2 separate regions of the Anas platyrhynchos genome follow, and region 2 is linked to region 1. The links are chromatin contacts, called in public Hi-C maps. All regions are on one chromosome and are shown on one strand. The core of a region is the stretch at or near the end of the contact, and the rest is flanking DNA. Distances in the headings are between cores, read along the strand shown. Region 1 overlaps HMGA2 (high mobility group AT-hook 2). Region 2 has its middle 15 kb from the start of LLPH.

Region 1 (6,109 bases), core at 1,911-4,410:
GCCTGCCACTGAGGAAGGCTGGGTCAAAGCAACTGAAAAATAGTGGATTGTACTAGTGTAGAAGAAATGAGAATTTGATTTTTAATACATTTTTTTCACAGTTTTTTTACTCCCAGAACATAAAACCATTGCAAAAGTAGCAACCTTAAACTTGTAGTAGTGAAGGTAGCTTTCTGTATATAAAACATATGAAATCCTAACCCCGCTGTTATCAGTTGGTTGACTTCCATTGCATATATACCTACCTGACTGGATATAGATGCCAGTGCATGAATTTTCAAGCTACCAAAAGAGCAATTTGAAGCAATGTGTTTTGAATTTGCCAGGTAAAATATAAGATTTCAGTGCCAGCCAAATAGCTATTAAATGTCACTTTGTGTACTTGGAAAACTGTGATGCTTTCTGCTCTCCTCCACAAGTGGAGTAGAAGTGCTATTTACTTTGTCATCAGCTAAAGTTATTGGTGCAGCTCCTGAGATGTTGCAGGGTTTTCCAGCAGCAGTCAGGGGAGGTCAGTTTAATATGCTAATAAATATTTTTTGAATGACCTGACTTTGTATTTGGTATTAAAAACTCAGAGCAGCGCCAAATAGGATAGAAAATAAAGAATAAAAGTTCCACAGATTTTGCCAAAATTCTCCACAGATTACTATTAGCTTCATTTATGAGACTGCACAGAGGACTGTGAAATCTCCTTTGAACTCTTAGGGCCAGATGGTTTTGCTGTTACATCCTAATGACCCACAGCAGTGTGCATACACAGGCGCCCTGGTTGCCAGTTGACTGCAAACATGCGATGTGGGCAGGAGAATTCACAACCTGCCCTTCCAAAACACGAGCAGCTCCTGCTTGGGCGGAGAGGGAACCTCCCCTCGCTATTGATGCTGTGAAAAGCTTTTCTCCTCGCCCCTCTAAGGGAAGATCATTTCCAAAGCAAGCCGTGAGCATACCTGGATAGGAGCAGTGAATGGCAGGCTCGCTGCCCCACACAGCCTGTGGTGGAGTCCTGCTGGTGGCCGTGAAGCTGGAAATTGCTTTTGTTGAGAGGAGAGGAGGCTCTCACAGCCTCTGTGGGCCTCCAGTCCCAGCGTTGGAGCACTGCGTGCTCGAGGAGTGAGGGAAAGGCTGGACTCGAACCAATTAAAGCTGTAGGGCAGAACAGTAGTTATTACGCTGTCATATGGAACTGCTTGGAAGACATGATTTATTTTGGATTATATTGGTTTCAACTGGTATAATATGAACTTCCTGATTTTTCTAGGATATGTAGACAAAAAGTCTAAATATGGTTTTACTCATCTTTTAATTTAGAACTACAAGTGTTTGGGTGACCTATGAAATTATTTTAATGATCTCTGCGCAACACTGAGCTGTCAGCACTATAAATGTCATCCTAACTGGGTATTAGTTTCCATCACGGTCATTTAGCCTCACCAGCAGAGCTACCTCCATGCGAATGTCTTGTCTGTGTCAAGCTGTGGGAATAAAATAGAGAGTCACTGTTGCCAAGAAGCATCAGTCAAACATCTTCATAATACCCCATTTAAAGAGGAAGACGCAGACACAAAACCTAGGAGCACCGTGACTGTGCGGCGTGTCCTTGGAGCTTCAGGCACAGCAGTGGGTGAATGATTTGCATGCAGGCCAGTGCTTTTAGCTCCGATCGTTAAAAATGTGTTCCAGCGTCGCTCGTCCTGGTTGACATAGACTTACCCGTAGCCATCCTTATTTTTATAGGGCTACGAAAAGTCAAAGGGTAAGAAGAAGCACTTTAGAGAAGGGGAGGTGTGACAAATTGAATTTGATACAACTTCTGGCTGCTGGTACAAGATGAATATGGACTCGTCACATGAGGCGGCTCTTTTGTTCTCGTGTAGGAAGCAGAGAAATTGTTTGACCGGTGTCTGTATTTACCAACAGAGAGAAAAGTTATCTGATGATACAGGTTTTGGCAGAGGCAAGGAGTGCCTGAACAAGGTTTTGTCTGCAAGGACACATCTAGGATATTGACAAAGGGTAAAGTGACAGAATTTGAAAATAAATAGAGGGGTGAGGTGGCAGAGGAACGGTGAAAGATGTGTGCTGTAGAAGATAAACAGTTGGGCTTTGAACTTCCAAACCTTACAGCCAAAGATAAAACCACCAAAAGGTTTGTGTACATTGCTCTCTACGTGGTTAATTTTTTTCTCTTCAAAGTTAGAGATCTTATCACAAAGTTTTAAATTACAGTATTTTGTCTTAGCTCGTGTAGACATAGTAGTTTAAACATGCACTCTGCTGTATTTTGGATTTGTTCTCGTACGGTAGGCTTTTAAATGACGTGGTCATAGAATTTTTCCAACACTGTCACTTGGTCTTTCTGCCTCAAAACAGATTTAAGAAAGCTGCTTGAGACTGTCCTGCGCTTGTATTTGACATAAACCAGTAAAGTTTGATTTCGGGTACCCAGAATTTCAGCTGATACAGTTTCAGTGTAAAATAGTTGGTTTTCCAACTTGGGATAAAAGCAAAATGTGAAAGTTGTGTGTTTCACACAGCTCCCCTTACGTGCGATCACTTAGGTAAGCAAGGCAGCCTCTGGCAGAGCAGGAGGGCTGCCATCTTACTCTGCAGTCTCCTGGAGGGATATATAATAGTTCAGAGCTCCCCTGTCTCACGTACAACTTCATTTTGCTCCGAGGCATCTCTTTAAAGTCTCTTGTCCTTGTCTTTTTTGTGGTTCCAATCTTTTCCGTAACCAAGACGGATTCCCTTTCTTCCCAACTAGTCAAACACGCATTTGCAAGAGCCTTTCAGCTCAGAGGTGTCTCTGAAAAGCTCTCTTAACTCTCTTTGTGAACACAGGACTCAGTGAGTAGACGCATTTGTATCCACAGTGTGTCCAGCAGTTCCCAAAGACGTCGCGTCCACAACGGTTATAGAAATCAAGGGGGTGCTTAGGAGACTTTTCATTATTCCTGTCCGCCTCAGTTCTCCTGCTTTGGGCTGCCCCAAGGGCCGTGGTCCCTGAGTGAGCAGACGCAGGGATCCTGGCAGGATTGGACCTTGCTGGTTTTACCCAGGGAGTGTTTGTCTGGTTGCATCACCAGCGGGGCGAGCGGTGCCCCTGGGTGCCAGCCCTTGCCGTGCTTCAGCCCGCACAGGCCGCAGCCCTGAGCTTGGCAGGCGTGGGCACGGCTCCCAGTGTGTCGGTGCTGCGTGCCGCGAGCGCCGGCCAAGGGGCTGAGCCCTGCTTTTCGTCCCGCGTAGCTCCGCTTCTTCCATCTAAGGGAGAAAGCACAACATGCGCTGTTCCCTGCTGGAAACCTCGCTGGCAGCAAGCAGACGCTGCCAGGGAGCTCTTGACATGAAGCACTGAGATAGCAAAGATCTCGAATGACTGAGATTCCTGCGAGCTTTGGTCAGTATCACAGGCAGTTTCCAACTGGGCAAAGTACAATATTTTCCCTCTGCTTTTTATGAATGGCTGTATAGTATTGTGCTCGAGTCAGAGTCCCCTGCAAAAGCCATTCATAAAAATAAAAACAAAACAAAACAAACACACACAAAAACTTTCTAGGTCCAGTCTGGAGCCACTGGGTGCCAGAGGCTGGGAAAACACACTGGCAGCCCGAGCCCCAGCTATCACTGAAAGTATTCAAGGGGCTTTCTGGTGGTCTGAAAAGTATGAAGTGCTGTGTAGAAGGGCAGCTGGTAGAATTACTTTGACACATACTAGGCAGAAAGCCAGGGCTGGCCTTGTTTCAGACATTGTCTTTCCTCTCATTGAAGTGTCAGGACCTAATTCATGGAAAATTTGGTGAGTTGGCAGCCCTTTCAGAAGATTTCATTGAGCTACAGTGTGTGAGAGTCACATGAATGCAGAGCACACAGCCAAAAATATATGGGGATTTCTGAACAGGAGAAAACAGTCAGCCGCTAAGAATGTCTACAGATTTCATGTGGCTTGGGAGTAAACACGTGCACAGGTGTAATCAGCAGGCAAGAAAAAGAAAATAAAGTGGAAAAGCACTTCAGATTACCGAGGAGCTCAATGAACTCTGTAATTACGAGGGATTCCTATGAAACAAATAATTCCTTTGTCCAAGGGCAGCAAATGTCCCGTAATCAGTTCAGGGCTTGCAGTCCACCTGGAGAAGGCATCAATAAAATGTGTGCTTGGGTAATCGCTTCTCCATTGCGAGGGAGTTTAATGGAAAAGAAAAGGATCCACCCTGAAGTTTAAAGACGGACCCAGTCATCGCTTTTTTTTCCCTCTCATATTTATTCGAGAGCAGAACTTGGAGCCTGAGGCAGAGATACAAAAAATAAAACAGCAATAGGATTCCGCTGAATTAGAAAAAATGACTGAAAATAAACAAAGCATCTCTTGTTAAAATGGGACGCTTGTGGTGGGCAGTCTGAATTGAATCAGTTACATTTAATTTACATTTTCATTGATCCTTCCCACTGAAATATTGCTCTGAAAGGCCAGTTACACTAAACTGTTTATTCAGAAATATTCCAGTTATTTCCTACTATACTGTCATGAAAATTAGGGTTTTGGCTATCCAGAGGGACGGCATGTTGGCTTCTGCCCAAGTGAGGCACTAAAATCACGGCTGGGATTAGGAACAGGCAGGAAGGAAGGGCAGGAAGAAAATCATTGGGTGCGATTCATGTACTTTGAAAACAGAAAATCCTGGGGGGCAGAGAGGGGGAAGGCAGGCAGCTTTTCCCCACTGGAGTAAGAAAAGCCCTTTTGTGCTCACGGTGTCAGGATTTCATCCTTTATCTGTGGCCTTATTGTTCGTGCTGCTCCTAGCACCCACAGGGGTCACATCAGCAGAGCAGCCGTGGTGTATTTTAAGCGTGCAGGCGTTAGTTCCTTAACTGATCCTCCTCCTCCTCCCCGGGGCTTGGATGCAGGGCCCCGGCACCTCAGTGGCTTTCCTGACTCTCCTGAGGACCATATTTCCTGCTCCTGGGTAGGGGCAGCCAGAAAAAGATTGCTGCTGAGGTCCCTGTGGCTGTGCCACCAGGTTGTGGGCAAGCAGGTGGACACAGCCCCCATCTCTCCTTGGCCACGCACCCAAGCAGCCTGGTGATGGGCATCCCCAAAATCACATCCAGTGCTTTCATTCAGCTACAGCTTCCAAAACAGAGCACCCAGGGAGCAGAGGTGCTGCCCACCCCAGCCTGATGGCTTCAGCAGGGATGGCTGTGGTTGGGTGGGAAGCCCTGGCTCAGGAACATGTCCCTCACCTCTCACCTCTCTGCCTGAGCCTCATAGCCAGCAGGGAGGGCTTCCCCACAGCTCATGGCCAAAAGAGTGGGGGAAAAGAGTAATCAGCATCCATGGAAATAACAAGCTCTCCATTTCTGATTGTGGGTTTTGCCTGTGTTTTTATTTCTTATGCTGAAACTATTTTTCCCAGCACCTGTGAAATGACTGCTAAGTGACCTCAGTAAATTTTGCTTCTCACCAAGCTTTTGTTTCATTTTTCAGCCTCAACAAGTGGTTCAAAAGAAGCCTGCTCAGGTAAGAAAAAATGCTTTAAATTCCTTACTCTATCTTAAATTGAATACGTCTTCAGTATTTAAACTGGTAAAGAGTGAGGGGAAATGCATCAATAATATGAAATGGAGGATAGCTGCTGGCTTGTTTGGCACAGCCACCCAGACAATTCACGTGGTGGCCCTCAGGAAGGAGAGGAAGCAGCAGTGGAACTGCTTGAAGTGGAAGGTGCTTGCTCAGAAATGTCCTCAGAAATGTCATTTATGCAGCCTCCACCTGGTGAAGACAACATAGCCACACAAATGTCTGGTGCCCGTCCAGCTTGAGCTGGGCACCCTGGGCAACCATGAGCCTGGGCTGCTTGCAGGAAGGGGGGACACAGGTGTAAAACCCTTCTCCCTACTGGTATAAACGAGTCTCTAAATCCACAGAAAAAAAATAGACTGAACTTGATAATTAAACCATCTTAAATACTAATGCATTTGAGGATCTTTTGTTGGATGGCATTTTTCTTCTTTAACACCTTGGACAAAGTGCAAGCTAAGGTGTAGTGAAACCAAACACTGCGTTTATGGTCTTCTCTTCCATTTTCTTTCCCCACCCACTCATGCC
Region 2 (6,514 bases), core at 2,238-4,737, 75 kb after region 1:
ATTGCAACCCTGGAAGAGTAGCTTCCTCTTTGTCATATTTGGGATTTGCCAAAAGTAGACAAATAAGACAGATTCTATTAAAAAAGTAATCTTGACTGTCGAATTATAGAAGCTTGCACTCTTCATTTATGTTACAAAAAGCAGTGCCTGCTGTTCCAAGTGAAAATTAAATAGAAAAAAAAAAAAAAAAAAAGTGGCAGGAAAATTAAGCACTTCTCCATCAAATTAGGATACAATTACCAAGTCCATGCTAAATAATACATCGGTTTGAATGAAACACACTGCACATGTTAGCACAAGAAAAAAATAAACACAAGAAAAACATAAAGAAATCATTTTCTTTATCCATTTCACAATAAATTATGCAGAGCTGCACAGTTCACTAGTACTATTTATAAAGGAAAATAACACAAAGCCAAAGCTGGCAAATTGAGAATACAGGGAAATCAAGACAAAAGCTAGACCAATAACCACAAATGGAAGGGATCATCTTGTCAATTGAGAAGAAACATGAGGAATATGAATACCAGTTTTTTCCCTAAACCCTGAATGCCGATGGCTCCATCATGCTTTAATTCTCTACCCCTACACATGCCCTTCTCTGCAAACTTCCCGCATACTTTCACTTAATTTCAAAGTGCAGTTCCTCTCTGAAACAGCACTGTAAACATTTCATTGTGGGGTCCCACGTTTGACGTCTGTCAGTGATTTTCAAATCAAAACTGTTCAGTTAACAAGTTAAAAAACAGATTTGTTTTTGTTTATTTCTCAAAGCTCCAGTCTGCAGTATGAAAAACAAACTCGGCTCTTTCTGATTCACGTATCACTCACGATAAAGGCTGGCATTTGGGGAAGATCTCACTGGTGGAGGAAGAGCTGGATGAGGGTCTGGCTGCTTTGCCCTCCTGCTGCAGTCGCCACAGCTGAGAAGGGCAGGACTCGGAGAAGGCTGTGCCTCCTTGCTGCCAACTGCAGAGCTGTCCCTTTGCATGAGGTTATCATCTGTGGAGCTCTGCTGGCAAAGCAGTAGTTTCAGCACTTGCTAATCCACTTTTATGCAAAATCTACCAGGTTAACTGAGATGGTTTAAATTGATTTAGCCCTGCTGCTGTTGCCTAAAGTAGATTAGGAGATGCTTATACCATTTCTCCAGCCAGAAAGAGCTAGCTGAGAGCAGTCAGAGTACAGTAGACTTTTCGGCAAGCGTGGAGAGATCCAGAAATCATCACCCTACAGCTTTAGCCTTTGACGTGCCAGACTGAGACACCCAGCCGAATGGCCCTCCTCCACTTGTCTCCTCATTTGTATAACATCACTGCCTCATATCTCCAGTGAATATTCCAGACTGCAGTGACAGGAGCAGTTTTGGAGAAGAATCAGGACCCCAAATTTTGGATATGTGGACCATGGCCACCTGGTTAACAGAGCTATGCTGCAGAAGACCAATACTTCCTATCACAGCAATATCACTCTCAAATCTGCCCAACTCTCAGATGGTTGGCGTCCTGACTTTTCTGCAAGACAATCAATTACTCTGAGTGGAGAGAGGAAAGGCAGAAGAGAAATCACGGTGTGGAGGATATGGGAAATACTGGTAGAGAAAGAAGAGTCTCAGAGAAAGGCCTTCTGCGAGAGCATCACACTAGATTTTTGCTAATGGTGTCTGCAAGGCAATCAGGCTCATCTAAATCACTGTTCAGCCTCTCAAGCATTTGCTTATATGAGCTCGAACACATAGCTGTGTGTCTCACTGAATGAAGCCCCAACCCTGCAAGTATTTTGGGTGCAAGTCGTTATACAACAAAAAATGCATTCCCGAGCATTACAGGGTGAGGGCCTAGGATGGACTCAGCCTTGTGCTGAAGTACTTTGCTGAACCAGACAATAGCAGTATTACATTTCATTGCATTTGATAATAAGACATTGTGTAATGTGATGCAGAAATTAAAGATGAGAAAGGAACTGAAAGTTTACCTCTCTAATGAGGATTCATACTGCTAGTATTAAGGTAGATGCTTCCACCTAGTGACTTATAGCAGTAGCTTATAGATTTTTTCTTCAGGAAGCTGGATGGCAGTTGCAGCCGAAAATACAAGTATAGAAAAATATCATTCATGATCTGTAGTCAAGAAGAAATGTAGAAGCTTACTGTACAAAGGGAATCTATACATTCAGATTTCAGCAATACTCAGAACATCTTTTCTGCTGTCAATGCTAGCCCAGTGCACACACACCGATTTAACTCTGGATAGATGGCCACCGTAGTACCGTTTGTGTTCCTCATCCTCCTGCCCCTGCAAGCCAAAACACAGCAGAGCAGGAAGGATATTTCCTGGTGAGGGGAGGTGTTTCTTATATCCTGGCAATAGCGAGGTCACTAGAGCCGTGACTCCATCAAAGGTATTGCCAAACTATTCCTTTATTTTCTAAAACACAAGAGCTGAATTTTCTTGTATCCCTCAGCAGTACAAATGCACATGGTCTAGGTCTGGCTTGCCAGTGTGTTACCAGCCCAGTTCAGAGCCCAATGCTTTCTGCTCTGCTCCAGAAACCCTCAAACTCCTGAGACTTTACACACACCTGCATGTGCAAAAGTTACTGACTTGAACCCTTACAGCAACACTTCAGAAAAATAACAAGCTCCAAAAAATAGAAGTGCTTGTAAGCTTCAGTAAGATTGTAAGCTTTGTGCAGTAAGCTTCGGAACCCCAAATTTCAATAGAGATCATTAGGCTTTGATGTCTAATGATTCTTTACAGTAAACGGGGAGCAATAAGTAGCTCTGCGAGAGACAGAATCTGCTGCTGCTGAACAGACACCTGTCTGAAATCAATCTCTTCCACATCAAGATGTATTCTGAATCTTGTCCTTCCCCAGAACACTGAGGACTAACAAAAGACTTCAGCTCATCCAGAATCCACAATCCAGGTGGAGCTCTGAAGAGGGTTGGCTGCTCCTTATATCCTTCCTCCCCCCGAAATGCCATAGTCTTGCCTTTCAGGCATAGACAGCCCCATTAACGCAGTAGTTTCAAGGTTAGTGCTAAAGATAATCAGCTCTGATTAAACCGTCTGACATAAAGAATCTGAAGTTGGAGCAAATGAATGCTGCTCTGGTTTCCCAACTGTGCTTAAGGATGGGCTATCAGTTTGTACCAGAAACACAACTACAGCCATATAGATAGATAGATATGTCACAATCATTATGTAAGTGAACACAAGTACCCAACAGAGAAACACGGAAGGAGTTTTTGGGCAGCAAGTGGGTCCTTTTGCTTCACCGTATTGAAGTTAGGACTCCTATTTCTATACTTTTTCCCTTCCGTATTCCTGATTTCTATTGAATCTCCTTTTTCTTTGGCTCTGGCTTTACTCCCTGTGGTAATTAAGGACTGACCTGCAAGGCAGCAAGCAATCTATGCTGAGCAGATAAGTACAACCTTATCTTGAAGCTTGTAGTTTACCCCTTTGAAGTTAAACAAGTATCTATGTGTTTAGCTGACTCGGGACCTAAAATAGCAAATGCATGGCTTTGACAGCAGAATTGAACGACCTCTGCTCCCCTAGGCAAGAAATCGAGGGACAAAGGCAAAGAAACAGTTGAAAATTGCTGTGGAAAAAAAATTGGCTTGGTATACTCCCACCATTTTAATATATTCTTTTTCTCTTATTGTATAGCTGTAGTCATCACAATGTTTATGGTTTTGCTCATATGTTCTCTCTCATTTATGCTTTACTGAACTGACATATATATTAACATCTCACTTGTTAATAAACTCTGGTAGCTAAGTCACTGCTCTAGATCTTGTTGAAGTTGTAAATGAGGGAAGGTGCTTTATCATCTGGCAATTTCTCGCCTTTTCATGTAAATGAGTTCTTAATCTCAAAATTTAAAATTAAAACAGCAACAACCACCACCACCACCACAACAAAAACAACAAAAAAAGACAAAAACAAAACTTAGTAAAATTGTAGGTCAGGAGGATTCTTACTATTCATTTCAACTACAGCTGGGAAACATAGGGAACAGCCTTCTTCTATCAGCTGTGTAGGTAAACAAGGGCTTTGGTCATCACCTCCCCAACACCCCTAAAGTTCCTCACCTTTCGTGATCACAGCCCTCTAAGCTACTCAGCAAAGTAGGTGGGACTATGTCACTCACCCCATCAGAAGCAGGTTGGGTCACTGAGTTGACTCCTGGGGAAAAGGTGAAGCATTTCTTCAAAGCTCTTTTTCTCCTAGATTTATATGGTGCTCAAGTTTTATCTACAGTCAATGAACTCTCTGTATTTTGTTAAAGAAAAATATTTAAGTTAAAACTACTGTGTGAGTATGCACACATACATGCATTCACATGTGCACAGGCAAGCATACGTTAAGTTTTATTTTTTTTTACATGGTATAATCTCTAAAAACATCATATAATTTATTGAAGTGCAGAAGAGACCAATTTTCCCTTCTCTTATTCTGACAGTTTCTCTCTCGTCCCACATGGTTTATATGAATGATATTTATAACGGACTTGTTTTGATCTGATATAGCCCCAGTGAATTTACTGCTGTTTCTACCCCACTGTAACTGAAACTGACAAGAACCAGAAGAATCTGCAGTTTTATTTTGGGCTTTATAGGTTTTTCCCTCACTCCCTTTTCTCATGCCTGGATGGGGTCGGCAGCTAAATAAGACCTGTGCATTCTACAATGACAGATAGCAGTTAGGTTGCAGGATGAGATGAATTGCTCCTTTGATCAAAAATAGGGTCAATTTCCACCAGCTAATAATTGTTTTGTTAGGAAAAATACATAAAAAAGTGAACAACGGATTTTTTTGTTAACAAAAGAAAACAATCTTTCCCATGTAATTAATAGTTGTGGTGTTAACAAATAACATAGGCTGCACATAGTCAATAGGCTTACTATTTTAAATAGACTGCTGTATTTTCCAAGAAGTTATAGGATTTTGAAAAGAGATGAGCATTTCCTCTTTGTTGAGACAAACATATGTTTCTGTTCCTGTTAGGATTTCCTCCCTAGCATTACATATGAAAATGAAACGACTTGCCTAAGTGCTCTGAATGGCTCAGAGGAAAGATAAATAGGATTTAGATTTCATCCCGCTAAGGAGGAAAGCCATTCAGACACTCACTTGATAATTAAAGTTGTTATTTTAAGGTAAGCACTTGGTAGTTACAATCAAATATAAAATTGCTTTTAATGGTCTTGCTTTTGATCTTCTCAAAGGTATTTTTACATATTTGCTAATTGCAAACAAACACAATCCTATTTCACAAATAATTGCAACAGAACCAAAAAAGATTAACTGAAGGCTTATGTCCTGTGAGCAACGTGCTCCTTTTTATCAAGTTTTAAGTTATTACGAATTCGGCTTCACTGAAGTGCATGAATGAAACTGCAAGAAGCTGCGCTCCCAGTAATTCATGCTAGAATCTAAATGCAAGCTCTTTTTCAGAAAGTATCCACATTTATTAGCAATCACCAGATGGGATCCCAGTGTAACCTCAGGGAAGAAAACTAATGGCTTTCCCATCGAGTCATATTTGGATATGATCCAGTCACTGTTAACATATCCAAATTCATTAGTAGCCACTGAATCCAAACCCTGTTTAACGCAAAAAGATACTTGGGAAAGATCATTTTGGAAATTATTTAATTTCCTTCCACAGCAAATTCACATTACATCTAAAAGCAAATGAAAGCTCTGGGTCCTCTGTTTCTCATGAAACAATCTCTGAAGAGATCAGGGCAGACCAGGAGCTGCATTCGTTGGTTTATATCTGTGTGTTAGTGAGTTTTCTGACAGAAATAAGATCCTAAAATGTAGAGTTTGTAAATGAAAGAGGACATAATCTAAAAATGCTTTGTTTCAAACATATTTAGAAATTAGAATTACATTATTAAGAGTTTTGCAAAAGCTTTTTTTTTTTTTGCACATTTTATTTTAATTTTTTGTTCTTTACTGAATGATAGACTTCAGCTTTTCTGTTGTGTTTTGTTGTTGTTGTTTTCTTTTTATTGTTGCTGTTTTTTAAGCTTTGTTTCCAGGCAGAAACATCAGAATATCCATTAACTGAAAGTTGACAATTTAGTTACAAAATACATTTAATTTATTTGTATAAATTTTTACAAATCAAATCTAAATTAACATAAATTAACATTTATTAACATAAAAAATCTAAATTTTTTTCAAGTGTGAATCTATCTCTCCAAATTAAGCAACATTTATTTTCTTACAACCTAAATATTTTTTAGTTTTAAATGTTAGTCCATAAATTTTTTTCAACTGTAGCACTGTGTATTTGTTTTATAACTTACTGTTTAAAGAAACTTGGATATCCATGTCTTTATTAAAAAGTGATTCTTGAACTTTTAAAATGCTTTTATCTCTAATTTTGTATTGTCTTGTTTATATCTTACCCCTGAAACACATAAGATTTTATTTTTTTCTCAGCTTCAATGATAGCTGCAGGAATAGATGCATGTGTTGTAACACTGTTT

The links. Hi-C and Micro-C count contacts between places; a contact is called where the count stands out from the background.
Region 2: a Hi-C map of skeletal muscle shows a contact between it and region 1, with 6 times the contacts expected there. The contact joins two enhancer-like sites. A contact is called at or near these places in 2 of 8 Hi-C or Micro-C datasets (skeletal muscle and small yellow follicle).

The regions. Positions count from the first base shown.
Region 1 is chr1:36,411,486-36,417,594 of IASCAAS_PekinDuck_T2T, forward strand. HMGA2 (high mobility group AT-hook 2) reads left to right here. Exons shown (of 6, transcript XR_005269011.2): 5 at 5,489-5,521. Among named protein-coding and RNA genes, the nearest start is that of LLPH, 90 kb to the right of the region's middle. Within about 2 kb of position 3,161, at least 2 of the 8 cell types and tissues checked have an H3K27ac peak or open chromatin away from gene starts, as enhancers often do.
Region 2 is chr1:36,485,739-36,492,252 of IASCAAS_PekinDuck_T2T, forward strand. No RefSeq gene overlaps it. Among named protein-coding and RNA genes, the nearest start is that of LLPH, 15 kb to the right of the region's middle. Within about 2 kb of position 3,488, at least 2 of the 8 cell types and tissues checked have an H3K27ac peak or open chromatin away from gene starts, as enhancers often do.